Regions from separate parts of the Ovis aries genome. Here region 2 is linked to region 1. A link is a contact called in public Hi-C data. All regions are on one chromosome and are shown on one strand. Each heading gives the region's core, a stretch centred on a gene start, on an enhancer-like site or on the middle of the called end of the contact. The rest is flanking DNA. Distances are from core to core; before and after follow the strand shown. Region 1 overlaps LOC132658129 (a long non-coding RNA gene). Region 2 holds the start of NFKBIA (NFKB inhibitor alpha).

Evidence for each region. Hi-C and Micro-C count contacts between places; a contact is called where the count stands out from the background.
Region 2: a Hi-C map of liver shows a contact between it and region 1, with 4 times the contacts expected there. The contact joins the promoter of NFKBIA here to the enhancer-like site in region 1. A contact is called at or near these places in 9 of 16 Hi-C or Micro-C datasets (blood, hypothalamus, liver and 3 more).

Annotation. Positions count from the first base shown.
Region 1 is chr18:43,350,697-43,357,886 of ARS-UI_Ramb_v3.0, forward strand. It overlaps LOC132658129 (a long non-coding RNA gene), which reads right to left. Exons shown (of 2, transcript XR_009597252.1): 2 at 2,139-7,190. Among named protein-coding and RNA genes, the nearest start is that of NFKBIA, 43 kb to the right of the region's middle. Within about 2 kb of position 3,090, at least 42 of the 54 cell types and tissues checked have an H3K27ac peak or open chromatin away from gene starts, as enhancers often do. A contact at or near this core is called in hypothalamus, liver, muscle and 1 more, where this site is marked.
Region 2 is chr18:43,393,421-43,400,529 of ARS-UI_Ramb_v3.0, forward strand. It overlaps NFKBIA (NFKB inhibitor alpha), which reads right to left and starts at 3,927. Exons shown (of 6, transcript NM_001166184.1): 1 at 3,613-3,927; 2 at 2,883-2,991; 3 at 2,344-2,554; 4 at 1,865-1,953; 5 at 1,481-1,741; 6 at 975-1,115. The coding sequence starts at 3,839. The coding sequence ends at 1,068.

The DNA.
Region 1 (7,190 bases), core at 1,840-4,339:
CACGATATGGTGTTGTTGCTGTTTAGTGCCTCAGTCATGCCCGACTCTTTTGTGACCTCATGGACTGTAGCCCACCAGGCTCCTCTGTCCATGACAGGATTTCCCAGGCAAGCACACTGGAGTAGGTTGCCATTTCCTTCTCCAGGAGATCTTCCTGACCCAGGGATTGAACCTGTGTCTCCTGCATTGGCAGGCAGATTCTTGGCCACTGAGCCGCCAGTGCCATCTTTATCTCCTTCAAACGTTCATTCCTTGACCATCATTTCTAAGTACTCCCTGCACACTTTTCATTTCTCTCATTCTCCACACCACTGTTTAAGTTATCTTAGATAACTGGAGAATCCCATGGACAGAGGAGCTTGGTGGGCTACAATCCATAGGTTGTAAAGAGTCGGACACAACTGAAGTGACTGAGCAGATATTCGTTTATCATGTATCTTCTACCACAAGAACGTGCATTCCATAAGAGACCTTCTCTTTTCTGCTCACTGGGATTTCTGTCCCTCCTCCCCGACCCCTCTCCTACACAATGCATGGTGCGTTAACAGGTGCTCCATAAATGTGTTGCATGAATGAAATGCCCATGGTTTAGCCCCATTCTCTCTGCCAGGAACAGGTGTTCATCCTTTGATCACTCAGGAGGTTCATTTGAAAATTAGCACTGAGGCTGCCTTAGGCAAGGGGCTTGACCCCTGGGCCTGAGGAGCAGCCTGAAGCTCACATGTATCATAGATCATCCATGTGTTGTGGGAAGGGGCTGCTGACCACTTGGTCTACATTCTTGCTGATAAAGACCCATCTGGCCAGCACTGGCCTTGCAGACCAGAATCAGAAGCTTCCGGTGTGGCCCTCACCCTCTTTCCCGGCGTGCCTTCTGTGTGCGCCAGCAGGAGGCTGGCCACTTCCTCTATGGTTTGTTTTACTTCTCCCTGATGTCTAGTTCTATTTGAACTTTGACGCCTGAGGCAGGACTGCAGAGAGCAAGGGAGAGATGATCTAGAATCATCTCGGGATGATTCCCAGTTTTTCCTCAATCCCTCAGGTTCCAGCACAGCAGGACGGTGGCAGGTGGTGGAGAAGTTCTCCACGGGGTATCCTGGAAATATGCTGAGAGACACAAAACCATGTCTGGACAGGTGTCCTGGCCAGGGTCCACCTGCGTAGGAGAAGTCCCGAGACTGTAAGATGGGACAGTCCCTGATGCTCCCCACCAGCCACTCAAGACAGGGTGGAGCCTCTCCCTGGAAACAGCACCAGGATCAGAGGAGGTGACAGTGCTGTGGCCTTGGTCCTCCATTCTGGGTGCTGGGGTGACAGCCTCAGACCTGAGTCATGACCTGCGGATGATCCAAACCCTTCCCCCTCCCTCAGGAAGCAGGGGGCTTAACAGAAATGCAGAGAGAAAAGGCTTCCTCCCCACATCCTGACCTCCCTGGTGCTGCCAAGGGGCTAGCTTGCCCCCACCCCTCCCTCTCCCAGGCCCCGAACACAGGCACCCACCAGATCCTGCCAGTCCTCTCACACTTCTCAGGCTTCCTTGCCTCCCTTTCCAGGCCCTTCTAAAAATGTTGTCAGGAATTCCCTGGTGGTCCAGTAGTTAGGACTCCACCCTTTCATTGCCGAGGGTCCAAGACCTGAGTTCGATCCCTGATTGGGGAAATAATATCCCACAAGCCATGTGGCATGGCGAAAAATTAATAAATAGAAATAAAGATGCTGTCACCTTGAGCCCCCAAATGGCGACCGTGACATGGCTCCTTCTATAACCTCTCTCATCCCTTGGTGAGATAGATCTTCCTTACAGTCTGGTGTCAACATTTTTCTGTCCCAAACTCCAAACCCCAAAGCGTACAGTACTGCCTCTTGGGTACAATCCTCTCTTCAGCCTTTCCCACGCTGCCCAAACTGCCTTCCCAGCCTCATCACCACTCCAGCCAGTTCTGTCTGTCCTTCAGATACACTAATCGTCCATCCACTTATTTGTTCATTTATATTTACCATGAACAGTGATTTATAGGGATGAAAATCATCTTTCGTTTTGTGAAGGAGTAGGGACAGAGAGCAAGAAGGGATCCACACGTCCACTGATATGTGAAGTGGCCTCGGATTTTTAAAAAATTTAAGTATTTATTGACTGAGAAGTTGTGTTTATTATATTGGGTTTATAAAATAATTTATTTTAAAACTTTTTCAAAATAAGGTTCTTTAAAAAGATAAGGTACATTCAAGCAAATAACAAACTTATTTATATCAATTAGTCCAGTATTTTAAAATAACAAAAGAAAAATACTATTCTTGCTATCTCTTAAGTACCACGCCCCTGGTATTTTTCTGAGGAAAAAAAAAAAGTGCATTACTTTCAATATCGGTTTATCACTTTTAATTTTTCATAAAATTGCCTGCAATCTTCTTTAAAGTTGTGTTTTGAAGTTAATAAATTTGATATTTTGGAGACTTTTAATCTACTCTTTCAATTGACCACAATTTTTGAATGAGAATTTACCCTTTGTATAAGTGCCCCGTCAGCTTAGGAAAATTTTGCACATAATGGCTATTCTAAATTCTGATATTACAATCTGTAACTCTTTCAGTGCTGAGTTGCTGCGGGAACACTTAGCAACTGGGAGGGGTGGAGCAGTGAGAGCCCAGCTGGGAGTAAAGTTTTCATTAGCGGCGGCAGCCGCTTGGACCGGGGCTTCCCCACACAAGCTTTAGTTTCCCCCCTTTTGTAAGGAGCAAGGATTCCACCCGGCTGCACCCAGCCGGCACCCAGCTGGCACCCAGCTGACACCCAGCTGGCACGTGCGGTGAGGGTCTCGTGACAGTGGACACTGCAGGCGCAGCTCAGGGCTGACACGTGGAGGCGCTCAGTGGACCTGCAGTCCTGCTACAACGCAGGTGCAGCCTCCCCTGGACCCTCGGGGCTGGCTCCGCCTCCTGCCTCCCAGGACGCCCCGCCCACCGCATCCTGCCTGGGTCGGAGCCGCGGGGAGCTCGAGGTTCCACTCCGCAGGCTGTCACAGTTCGCGTGTACAGTGTGTACCCCGCGCCCGGCACTGTTCTAAGCACTTTGCGTCAACATTAACAAATGTACGTCTGGCAGCGGCGTCTAGGATCCCTACAGTCATTAACCCGGGAGGCCTAGGGGTGAATGGCCGAACCAGGCTACACGCCCAGGCAGGCCGGCTCCTCGGCTGGCAGGCTGCCTCCAAGGTTGTCCCGCTGTCCCTCTAGATGCTATCCCCACCCTTTTCCTGTGTCAGGAGGAGGGTGACCCTTGCGTCCAATCCTGCTCCGCCCAGCGCCCTTGCCCACAGGCTGCCTTTCCGCGCTGGGCAGTGGAGCGGCCAGGAGAGATCAAAGGGAGGGAAGAGAGGAAGGTCTGTGTTAATTCCCCCGACGCCCTCCCTGCCAGGTCACCCAGGCTGGCTGTGACCCTGGAAGGAAGGTCGCAGCCTCTGTCAGGTAGCCCCTTGCACTGATTCTCTCCTTGATTCCAGTAAGTAGTCCGAGCACGGAGCTTCACTGCTACTGAGCCCAGTGCTGTACCCCCTCACCCAACCCCCTACCCTCTCACGCCTCACTGCTCTTGGTTCCGGTTTTGTTGTTCAGTCGCTCAGTCGTGGCTGACTCTTTGAGACCCCCTTGAACTGCAGCATTCCAGACTTCCCTGTCCTCCACCATCTCCCCAACTCTGCTCAAACTCATGTCCATTGAGTCAGTGATGCCATCCAACCGTCTTCGCCCTTTACAATTTTTGTAAATAGATCCTTTGTCAGTGAAGTGTTCGCCACCCTCTACTGCCTCTCAGCCAGCCATCCTGCAAGGCTTACCTTGTCTTGGGCCCTATCAGTTTGCTTCCTCTTCTGCCTCTTTTTAAAAAATATTTATTTTTATCTATTTGGCTACAGTGGATCTCAGTTAGGCCTGCAGGATCTTTAACTGTGGCATTGGAACTCTTAGTTGTGTGGTTGTAGGATCTAGTTCCCTGACCTGAGATGGAACCCGTGTACCCTGCGGAGGAAGCGCAGAGTCTGTAAACCACTGCCTGCCAAAGGAAGTCCCTTCCTTCCTTATTTTTCTGGAAAGATTTCCATGGTTACAAAAGGAAGTGCAGTGAAGTCTCCCTTCCTTTCTTTCTTGAACACCCAGTTCTCCCCACAGGCAGCTCATGAAATGTTTCAGTTTTTAAAAAATGTAGTTAAAAGTAATATAAAATTTTTCCATTTTAATTGTTTTTTTAGCATATAACTGTGTGGAATTAAGTGCATTCACGTTATCACCACCATCATTCTTCAGAACTTTTTCATCCTGCCCGTCTGAGACTCTGTACCCATTGTCAGGAAGGAAAATAATTTTTTCCTCTACTCTTTGAGGTTTTTGTCTAAGACACCCCTTTCATGAAAGAGGGATTAACAGGAGAAAAACAGATTTAATTCAATTTTATATTTCTGAGGGTCCCAAAGATATGAGACCCAAAAAAGCGACTAAAGTAGGCACACAATCTCCAGAATGGGGGATTTTTTTTTTTTTTCTTGCTCTCAGAGGCACAAAGGAAGGTCAGAGTAGCTGTCCTTGCACTGGCTACTTCTTAAGTAACTTTAATTCAAAATAATCAATATACCATAGTGTCATGTTTTGGAGTGGCCTTCCCTGAACCCCATCACCATCACAAAATTCCTAAAATGATTTTCTGTGACGCCTTCCGGAGACATTTTATGCATGGTCACACAAATAATATAAATAAACCCGCAAGTGGTAGCTTATTTTATGTACCACCTGCATCTTGCTTTTTTCACTTTATACTCTATCTTGAATATCATTTCACATCCATCCATAATACACGCTCTCATCCTTCTGCTCAGCTTTCCCTTGTTTGGATATTCCCCTGAGCTTAGCCTTTCCCACACTGATGGAAACCAAGGGTATTTTCAATCTTTTGCGGTTTGTTCCTAACGTCCTGTTTCCTCTCCTGGTTCATGACCTTGCATCTCTTGCTCTGCTTCCCCACAGGGAAACCAACCATCCCCGTGACTTCAGGGCCTTCCAGTCCTCTGGGCTCCCGACTTGCCGTCCCTTCTCCTTCACCCCCGGCTCTGCAGTGACCCCAGCACATGTGTCCTGGAGCCAGTACTGTCCTGGAAGCCTGTGTATCAGATGTGATGTCAGGTAACTGGAGAGGGTGCCCATGGGTGAAGGTGCCTTCCTAACACAGGCTGCTGGAGAGCACCCACATTACACCTGCAGGGGTGGAGGTCTGAGTTCTGTCAGTGTCCGCAGGGGCCAGGAATTCAGCACTAGGTTTCCAAACTTTATTTGGTCCTAGCTGAATTTGCTGACACCTACTTTGGGAGGTGAGGCTGCCATATAGCCTATTTGTCTTTCCGTCCACATCCTACACTATTTTTCCTGACACTGCTACCCACATCCCACCTTCTAATTAAAATAAAAATTGTAGTAAAAAAAGAAAGAAAATAGTAGAGAAATCTCCCCTCCCCCCCCCAAAAAAAAAAGACTCAAGATTTATGCTAGATACGTGGGTCAGGATCACTTACAATGAAAAATGCTCTTCACAAAATACTATGAATAATAGTGTATATTTTATAAGCACCCATATGATACCCATGGACCCCGCTCATTGCCGTGCGAGGTAAGTACTGAATTTTTCACCACTTTACTGATGAAGAAAGAGGTCCAGGAAGATCAAGGGACCATCCAGGAAGTGCCAGAGGTGGGGCTCCACTAATGCCTGCATTTCCCCCTGAGTTTGACCTTCAGCCCTAAGGCAAGCCTGTTGGTGGATGATGTTGCTCAGAGATGCTACTGAGGAGAGGATTCTAGAAATCTTCTACTGATGAACCTCTTTGCAGGGGAGAAATGGAGATGCAGGCATAGAGAACAGACTTATGGACACAGCGAGAGAAGGAGGGGGTGGGACAAACAGTGGCATGGAAACCTATACATTACTATATGTAAAATAGATAGCCAGTGGGAATTCTCTGTATGACGCAGGGAGCTCAAGCCAGGGCTCCGTGATAACCTAGAGGGGTGGGGTGGAGTGGGAGGTGGGAGGGAGGTTCAAGAGGGAGGGGACATGTGTATACCTGTGGCTGATTCATGTTGATGTATGGCAGAAACCAGTACAATATTGTAAAGCCAATTATCCTCCAATCACTTTTTTTTTTTTTTTTTTAAAGAAAGATCTATAGGCCTCAAGGCCTTGGAGGTAGTGGGCACTGAGGTGGGTAATGGACCAGCAAAATTAGATCAGGTTGGGGCTGACCTCATGGAGGATGCTGGAGGAGACAATTAGAGATGGCTGGAGGCCTGGAGACAGCTGAGGATGCGTTTGCACTATCCTGAGAATTGATGCTGTCCAGAAGAGTGAAAGAGAGGCAAGGAAAGGCTCGGCCCCTGCGGCTCCCCATCCTGAGCAGCCCAGGTCTGAGGTTATTTTACACTGTCCAGCTCCCTGGCCTGATGAAACCTCAACAAGGCAGGAAGGCAGGCTGGGGAGACAAATGGGGAGGAGGGCCTATCTGCAGAGTTCTCTGGAGAAAAGCTTTCTTCCTGGTTCCTTGAAGCTCCGCTGAGGAAAGCCTTGAGGAGAAGCCAGGGAGTTCGTTTGGGGGGACACCCTAAGTAGCTCCCTCACTGGGACCCCACCCATCCTGGCCTTCTTGGAGAGCTCCCAGGATGAAAAAAGCCTGGCCTGTTACGACCAGTAGGTGATTCAGCACCGTGCACCTGACCGAGAGCCCAGACTTGCAAGGCCCACGGGGCTGGATGCCATCGAGGAGAGGAAGACAGGCCACCCCCCACCACCCGCAAAGGGCTTCTAGGGAAGGGGACATTGCAGGCATACAGACCAGAGTAGCCCCAGATGGTGTCAGCTGGGGGCTTGAGGGAGTCCAGGCCTGGGGCAGCCAGCGGGTGCGGCAACACTTGTCAGGAGAGGCAGGGTTTAATACCCGTTTGCTTTCTTCCTGGCAGTTCCTGATAAGCTTTGACCTTTCCTCTCTCTGGGAGCCACACACATGCACACACACTCTCACACACACACTGTCACACATTTCTGGCCATTCTCTGTGTGCACTGCTTCAGGGAAGGGAAGTGACAATATAAAAAGGAGAAAAAAGTATAAAAAGTCTTCCTGATCTCTGTGGTCCAGAATTCCAGCTCCTCAGAGG
Region 2 (7,109 bases), core at 2,677-5,176, 44 kb after region 1:
GCCTGGCACTGTTATGATTTTTGCGCGGATAGCCTTGTGCAATCTTCAGATGGTCCAGTTTGTAAGCAAGGAAACAGAGGTGGGCACCTGCTAACATACGTTAGCACTGTCCTATTCCTAAGCCCCCATCCTCAGAAACTTCTCATACAGGAGACCTTTCGCAGCTCTAGAAAATGTAAACTCCACATACTACTCTTGGCTAAAATAATTTCCTAAAGCTGAAGTAAGGTCTCGGAATAGCTTAAACCAAGAAGATAAAAGCAGGCGGCAATGAAGAGCCTTCCAGCTGTGGGCCAAACAGCCTGCCCGGCCCAAGCCTGAGACTGTTTCCTATCACCTTACAACAGCCTCCCTCCCACGCACTGGGCCGGGGCTGCCTGCGAAGCCCAGCTGGGAGGCTGGTGTCAACAGTGTGAGAAGCTGCTCTGTGAGAGGGTTCCGTGGCTGTGGTGAGTTCTCCCACATGCTCTCCACCTCCGCCTCCGCCTGGGGACTGAATGACTCTCAGTGTAGGAGACCCACAGCAGCCCAATGAAAATGATCAGGATAACTCTGTTCATAAAAATCTGTTTAATAAATATACATCTTAAAAGTACCAAAATAATTACCGACAAAATACACTATGTGCACTATTTACAGGAGGGGAACACACACCTTGACAGGTAGTGACTTTTAACTCCACCCCCCCGACCGGTTTAACAACACACCTGATGGTTACATGTCACTCAACTGGCGCAGCCACAGAACCCATGGTGATTCAACCAATAAGCATAATAAATAAGAGTCCTTTCATCAAATTTTGAATAACCTTCCCCCTGAAACCCCACCAAAGGTGACATTTAAAAGAGGTTTTCTCTGAATTCCAGTGATTTTTCTTGCCCCCTCTTCCAGAGTTTACGAAAATGACAAACTGAGGGTTAATCCAGAGTAAAATGTTCCAGACCAGGCAGTGTGGCTGTAAGTACATCCCTCCCTTTTTTTTTTTCTTTTCTTTTTTTTTTAGAAAAATAAAACTCTCTTTTTGTACAAATATACAAGTCCATGTTCTTTTAGCTTCTTTCTGAAGCTCATAACGTCAGACGCTGGCCTCCAAGCACACAGTCATCGTAGGGAAGCTAAAAAGAGAAAAAAAGGCATGTTAAACTCGCAGGGCTTTTCCGAGGGTGCTAGGATGATGGGGTGGGCTGTTACTGGAAATAACTCAAGTATTCCTGGACCCCATTCTCTATACACTGAATGTAAATGAATTTCCTGGGCTGAGGGAGTTTTCCTTTAAGGATCCTCCTTCAACAAGAGCCAAAAAAAAAAAAAAAAAAAAGACATGCTCTTGGGATTCTGCTTACACATACTCAAGCTTGAGAGGCTCATTACATTGAGACCCTCAGGATAAGGAGGAACTCTAGGAGCCTTAGAAGGGGGAGGGAGAATGGCCTCTCTCCTTTCTTTTTGCAAAGCCATGAACAAGTTAATTGGGACTCACCTCATCTTCTGTGAACTCTGATTCGGTGTCATAGCTTTCCTCATCCTCGCTCTCTGGCAGTGTCTGAAGGTTCTCTAGGGTCAGCTGGCCCAGCTGCTGCTGTATCCGGGTGCTGGGGCGGCCCCACGTGAGCTGGTACGGGGAGTAGCCCTGGTAGGTGACTCTGTTGACATCAGCCCCACACTTCAACAGGAGTGACACCAGGTCGGGATTCTGCAGGTCCACTGCCAGATGGAGGGCAGTTCGGCCATTGCAGGGCTCCTGGAACCATAAGGAATTCAAGATGCTTATGGCTGAGTTTGGAAGTTCTGCTTGCAGCAAAAGCCCTCGTATTGAGGACCAGGGTGGCCTGATGTACCCCATTTGAAGGTGTGAGGCACTGACCTGAGCGTTGACATCAGCGCCCAAGGACACCAACAGCTCCACGATGCCCAGGTAGCCATGAATAGAGGCCAAGTGCAGACACGTGTGGCCTAGAAGACCAAAAGTAAGACAGTATTATAACTACTTGTTTCAACACTCATTTCTCAAGCAGAAGCTTTCACCTATTCTTTTTTTTTCTTCATTTATTATTTTCAATTGAAGGATAATTACAATATTGTATTGGTTTCTGCCATACATCAACATGGATCAGCCATAGGTATACATATATCCCTATTCTTTTGAAGGATACATTCTTAATTTGAAGAGCTCAGAATCTGGGTTCTGAATGGACTTTAGAAAGGCATCAACTAGGCCTTTATACATGTTTTCTCCATCTTTCATATGTTGAGAGCTTAGGCCTTGCTTGGCCTCCTTAAGTCAGCCTGCCTCCCCCGTGTCCACCTCACCTGCCCTCTGATGGGCAGGACAGCCAGACATACCATTGTAGTTGGTGGCCTGCAGAATGGAGTGGAGCTGCTGGGTTCCCCGGGGCTGAGTCAGGACTCCCACACTGGCCAGGCAGCCCTGCTCACAGGCAAGGTGTAGGGGGGTATTTCCTCGAAAGTCTCGGAGCTCAGGATCACAGCCAGCTTCCAGAAGTGCCTCAGCAATTTCTGGCTGGTTAGTGATCACAGCCAAGTGGAGTGGCGTCTACAAACAGAAGAGGGACAGAAAGGATAAGCCATGGATCCAACCCACCATCTGTGTTCCCTTGAACCCCAGAGATATCTTGGTTGTGGGTGCTGCTTTTCCCAGGCGCATACCAGGGGCAAAGCAAAATACCAGAGGCCCCAGATGGGCTTCATAAAGGCCTTCCCAAATCAATGGAATTTTGTGTTCTAGAATACTGGCTGACACAGGTGTAAAAAATCAGGGCAGATAATGCCCAAACCTTTGTTAATCTAGAAATCATGTGCAAGACCCGGTTTTATCTCGGGGTCAGAGCGGGAGAGAGAGGTACGCGGCGGGAGAGCAGTACCTGCTGCAGGTTGTTCTGGAAGTTGAGGAAGGCCAGGTCTCCCTTCACTTGGCGGACCACTTCCATGGTGAGGGCCTTCTCTTCATGGATGATGGCCAAGTGCAGGAACCTGAGGGGAAGAGAGGGAAAACCCCCAGGGCTGGTGAGTGCACTGCGTGGGGCCCGGGGAGGCGCGGCCCGCGGGGGATTGCGCAAGGCCGGGGTTTCTGGAGGCCGAGGCCGCGGTGTTTTCCGCGAGGTTATTATGAGCTGAGTGTTCCTGGCAGGCGCCCAGGGACTTTCCGGCCCCCCGCCCCCCCCGCGCTCGGCGGCGGGCGCCGGCCAGACCGCCCCGCCCTCTCGCCCGGCCGGAACGCCCTGTACTTCCCCTCCCGGCCGCGCGGCGCCCGCCAGCGGGGCAGAAACTCCCGCCCCCCCCTTATGCAAGCGGGGACTTCGCGTCCCCGCCGCCGCCCCGCCTCCGGCCGAGGGGACCCGCACGGGGGTGTGCGTGCGGGGGGTGCGCGCGGCTGCAACGCAGGGCCGCGGGACCACGGCCCCGGAAACCAGCGCCGACCCCCGACCCGCCCCCCCCGCCCCGGCCCCCGGCCCCGCAGGCAGCCGTGCACCTTTGCACAGCCTCGGGGTCGGTGCACGAACCCCGGTGCGCGGCCGCTGCGCGGGCCCCGCGCCTGGGGCTGCAGGCCCAGCGCCTCCACCCGGCCCTGCCACCCGGGCCCGCGACACTTACGAGTCTCCGTCCTCGGTGAGCTGCTGTTTCCAGGGCTCGGCGCCGCGCGGCGCCTCCTGCGGCTCGAGGCGGATCTCTCGCAGCTCCTTCACCATCTGCTCATACTCCTCGTCCTTCATGGAGTCCAGGCCGCTGTCGTGGCGGTCGTCCAGCAGCCTCTCCTTCTTGAGCGCGTCCCGGGGGCCCTCCATGGCCCAATCTTGGCCGGGCTCGGCAGGCTGGAACATGGCGCGGTGAAGGCTCGGGCGCTGCTCCCCAGTGCACGGGCCGCGGGCTGCGCTGCGCTCTGGCTGCTCTCGGAGTCGCGGGCGAGCGGGACGACGGGCTAGGACTGTTGTGGGCTCGGCAGCGCCGCCGCGGCGCCCTATAAGCGCTGGCAGGGGATTTCTCCGGGGCGGGGTCAGGCGCGGGGAATTTCCAAGCCAGTCAGACCAGAAAAGAGAACTGGCCTCGTCCTCTGCTAGGGGGAAAAAGAAGCCTAAACCCCGCGCCCGAGTTCATCAGAGAAACTCCCTGTGATGAGCCACTGGGGTCATGTACAGGGAACTTTTTGATGAACGCTGAGTGGCTGGAAAGTCCTCCTGACCGGGCCCCCTCCCCGGGTACTTCCCTGCAACCTGCACGCAGTAATCCTGGCCCTCTGCAAGAAGCTCTCTTTCCCTGGGTTTTCCCGATTTGATCGATTTGATTTAGGGTCGTCAGCTGCTGAGATCCCAAAGACGCAGGCCTGCAGGCTGGTTCTTCACTGGGGTTTACCGACCTGCAGGTCTTTTCCGGTTTTTTTTTAAATCTTTTGAAAACGCGAGTGGAAATGTTGGCCGGGTGTAGGGATTCACTTCCCCAAAGCTCTCTGCGGGGAGGACGCACTGGTCGGTGGAAGGTGGCTGCCTCTGCCTTCCTGCCAGTACCAGGCTCTTAGCATTGTAGGCACCGGCTGAATAGCCAGCCCCAGCCCACTCTCCACTCCCACCCCCACCGCCCGACCCCCGGGTAGAAGTTTCTAAAGCTTTTGGCATTAAAAGCCTAAATGATTGCTGCTACTGCTGCTGCTAAGTCGCTTCAGTTGTGTCCGACTCAGTGTGACCCCGAGACAACAGCACACCAGGCTGCCCCATCCCTGGGATTCTCCAGGCAAGAACACTGGAGTGGGTTGCCACTGGGGAACCGTCAAATCATTTCCTTGGGATTATCAATCCTGTTGACTGGAGGAGAGGCAAGCACTCTGCCCTGTATGCAGGAAAACGGTGAAAACAACCATGGTATTTTTCAAGGAAAGCAAGGTATGAGTCTTTGTAGCAGAGGCTGTAAATCCCTTGAAGTAAGGAAATAATTATGGAGGTCGGGTTCCCTGCTCTGCACTGTGCTGCTGCAGGGAACAGACCCTGAGCATACTTCTGGGTCCTCTGCTGGGTGACTTTGCAGAAGCATTTGGGGAAGGTGGCTGAAGAATGGGTAGAGTAGTGCCTTATCCAAGATGAGGCCTTATGGATGGCTAAGAAATTAGCTGCCAGGCATAGTGCAGGAGGCTCAAGGCAGCCCATGGTGCCCTTCATCCTGCCTCTGCTGGCTCCTTGCTCTCCTGCCTGGGAGAGACATGCATGGGACCCATGCTTGCCATATGGGTAGCCACTCCAGGCTCACCACCCTCCTCTCACCTGCAGAAATAGAACCTAGGCTCTCTGCGCCCCCCCCACCTCCTAGTCAATGAGAGGTATGCATTCATCTATTTCTAGAATTGGTCCAAGCAAAATAAAGAAACTTGGGTCAGAGTTCTTCAGAATAGGTCCCAGGAAGCCTCTGTAGTTTTGCAGAGATTTCTGGTGATTATTGCAATCATCTTCAGCTTAACTGACCATGTACTAACCAAGCCTTCTCCGTTGCTCATCTCCCCTTTCCATTCCCCTACCCCCAGTATCTGAATGTAGGGAATCTGGGTCAATGGGAGTGAGAGACAAAATATGAGGGGGAGAAAAAAGTAAAATCAAAAAGTAAAACTGTCGGGGTAGTAATGGTCATATATTAAAATGAAAACTTCTCAGGGATAGAGTCCTCTGCAGGCCTGTGATACACAAATACATAAGTATTAGGAGAGGTGCAATGGAGGCTCTAGGAGACCTCAGTTCCCAGCTTTACCTCTAGTTACCTGCATGTTAGTTGGAGAGATTAGCTGACTTTGCTATGGGATACCTGCTTTTATAATAAGATTGGGTTTAATGCTGTTTAGATTTTTCTCCAGATTAAAAACTACATTACTTGATCACGAATGCTCGTGTATCTTTGCTTAAGGGTGACCACGGCTCTTAGAAATATCATGGTATAAATTTTTGAAGGGCTCCAGCACTTTCTGCTATACATTGTTAGTTCTCAGAACTAATCTTGTAAGTAAGGAACTATTGTTCCCACTTTCCTAAAAAGAAACAGATGCAGATAAATTTACCTCGACATTCCATGGCAGTTTATCAAATTTCTATCCCAACCTGTTTAGCCAAAACCAGTCATGATATTAACACTTTTGAAAACACCTTGTGAAAATGAGACTGAATACACTATAATCTGAAAGATATGCAAAGTATTTTCTACTCCAATTGTTAGGTAAAATAGAGAGTAGATGTTCTCCCGTCTGGGGATTTTCATATATAAAAAATACATTTAAAAGGTACAGAAATAGCAAACTCTGACTGCCCCGCTTACAAAGGTACCTTAGAAGACAATTGTCAGCTACAGGTTTGAAAATAACCATTGAAAAAAACTATGCATAAGTCCAGAGTCTTTCAGGAATATGTTTCTTTGCACCTCCTGTGATGGTTTTCTGCAGCTGCTGCTGCTGTAGCCTTGGGCAACTGGGGGGGTCTTTATTTCTGATTGTTTAGTGTGACACCTAGTGGTAAGATTCAGGCCTAGGTAGTCAGTGATTTGTCATGGCACCTTGGAACTTTTGAAAAGACCATGATGCTGGGAAAGATTGAAGGCAGGAGAAGGGGATGGCAGAGGATGAGATGATTGGATGGCATCACAGACCCAATGGACAAGAGTTTGAGTAAACTCTGGGAGTTGGTGATGGACAGGGAGGCCTGGAGTGCTGCAGTCCATGGGGTTGCAAAGAGTCGGACATGACTGAGCAACTGAACTGAACTTGGAACTTTTGGGAGGTGCTGAGCTTTGATGACCTGTCCCTCTAGTGGGGATTCCCAAGGAGGTACCTTTTGTTTTCCTGCAACCAGGGAGACAGTTGTGGGTAATGTGATCCAAAAGGTTTTCTCTCTGTCATATGCTCTAAAGGGTTTAAATCGGCAAACATTACAGTTTGGGTGACAGAGAACATACTGGGGAAGTCAGAAAACAGCAACAGATGGAGCAGAAGACAGCAAAACTGACTTGGTTTAGAAAGAACTTTATACACTTAAGAGTCGTCCCTACCTCACTGTGAAGCATCTTAGCTAATCTTGACCATTTTAAAGATGTTAAAACCTCTTAAAGTCATGTTAAAGCCTTTTTTT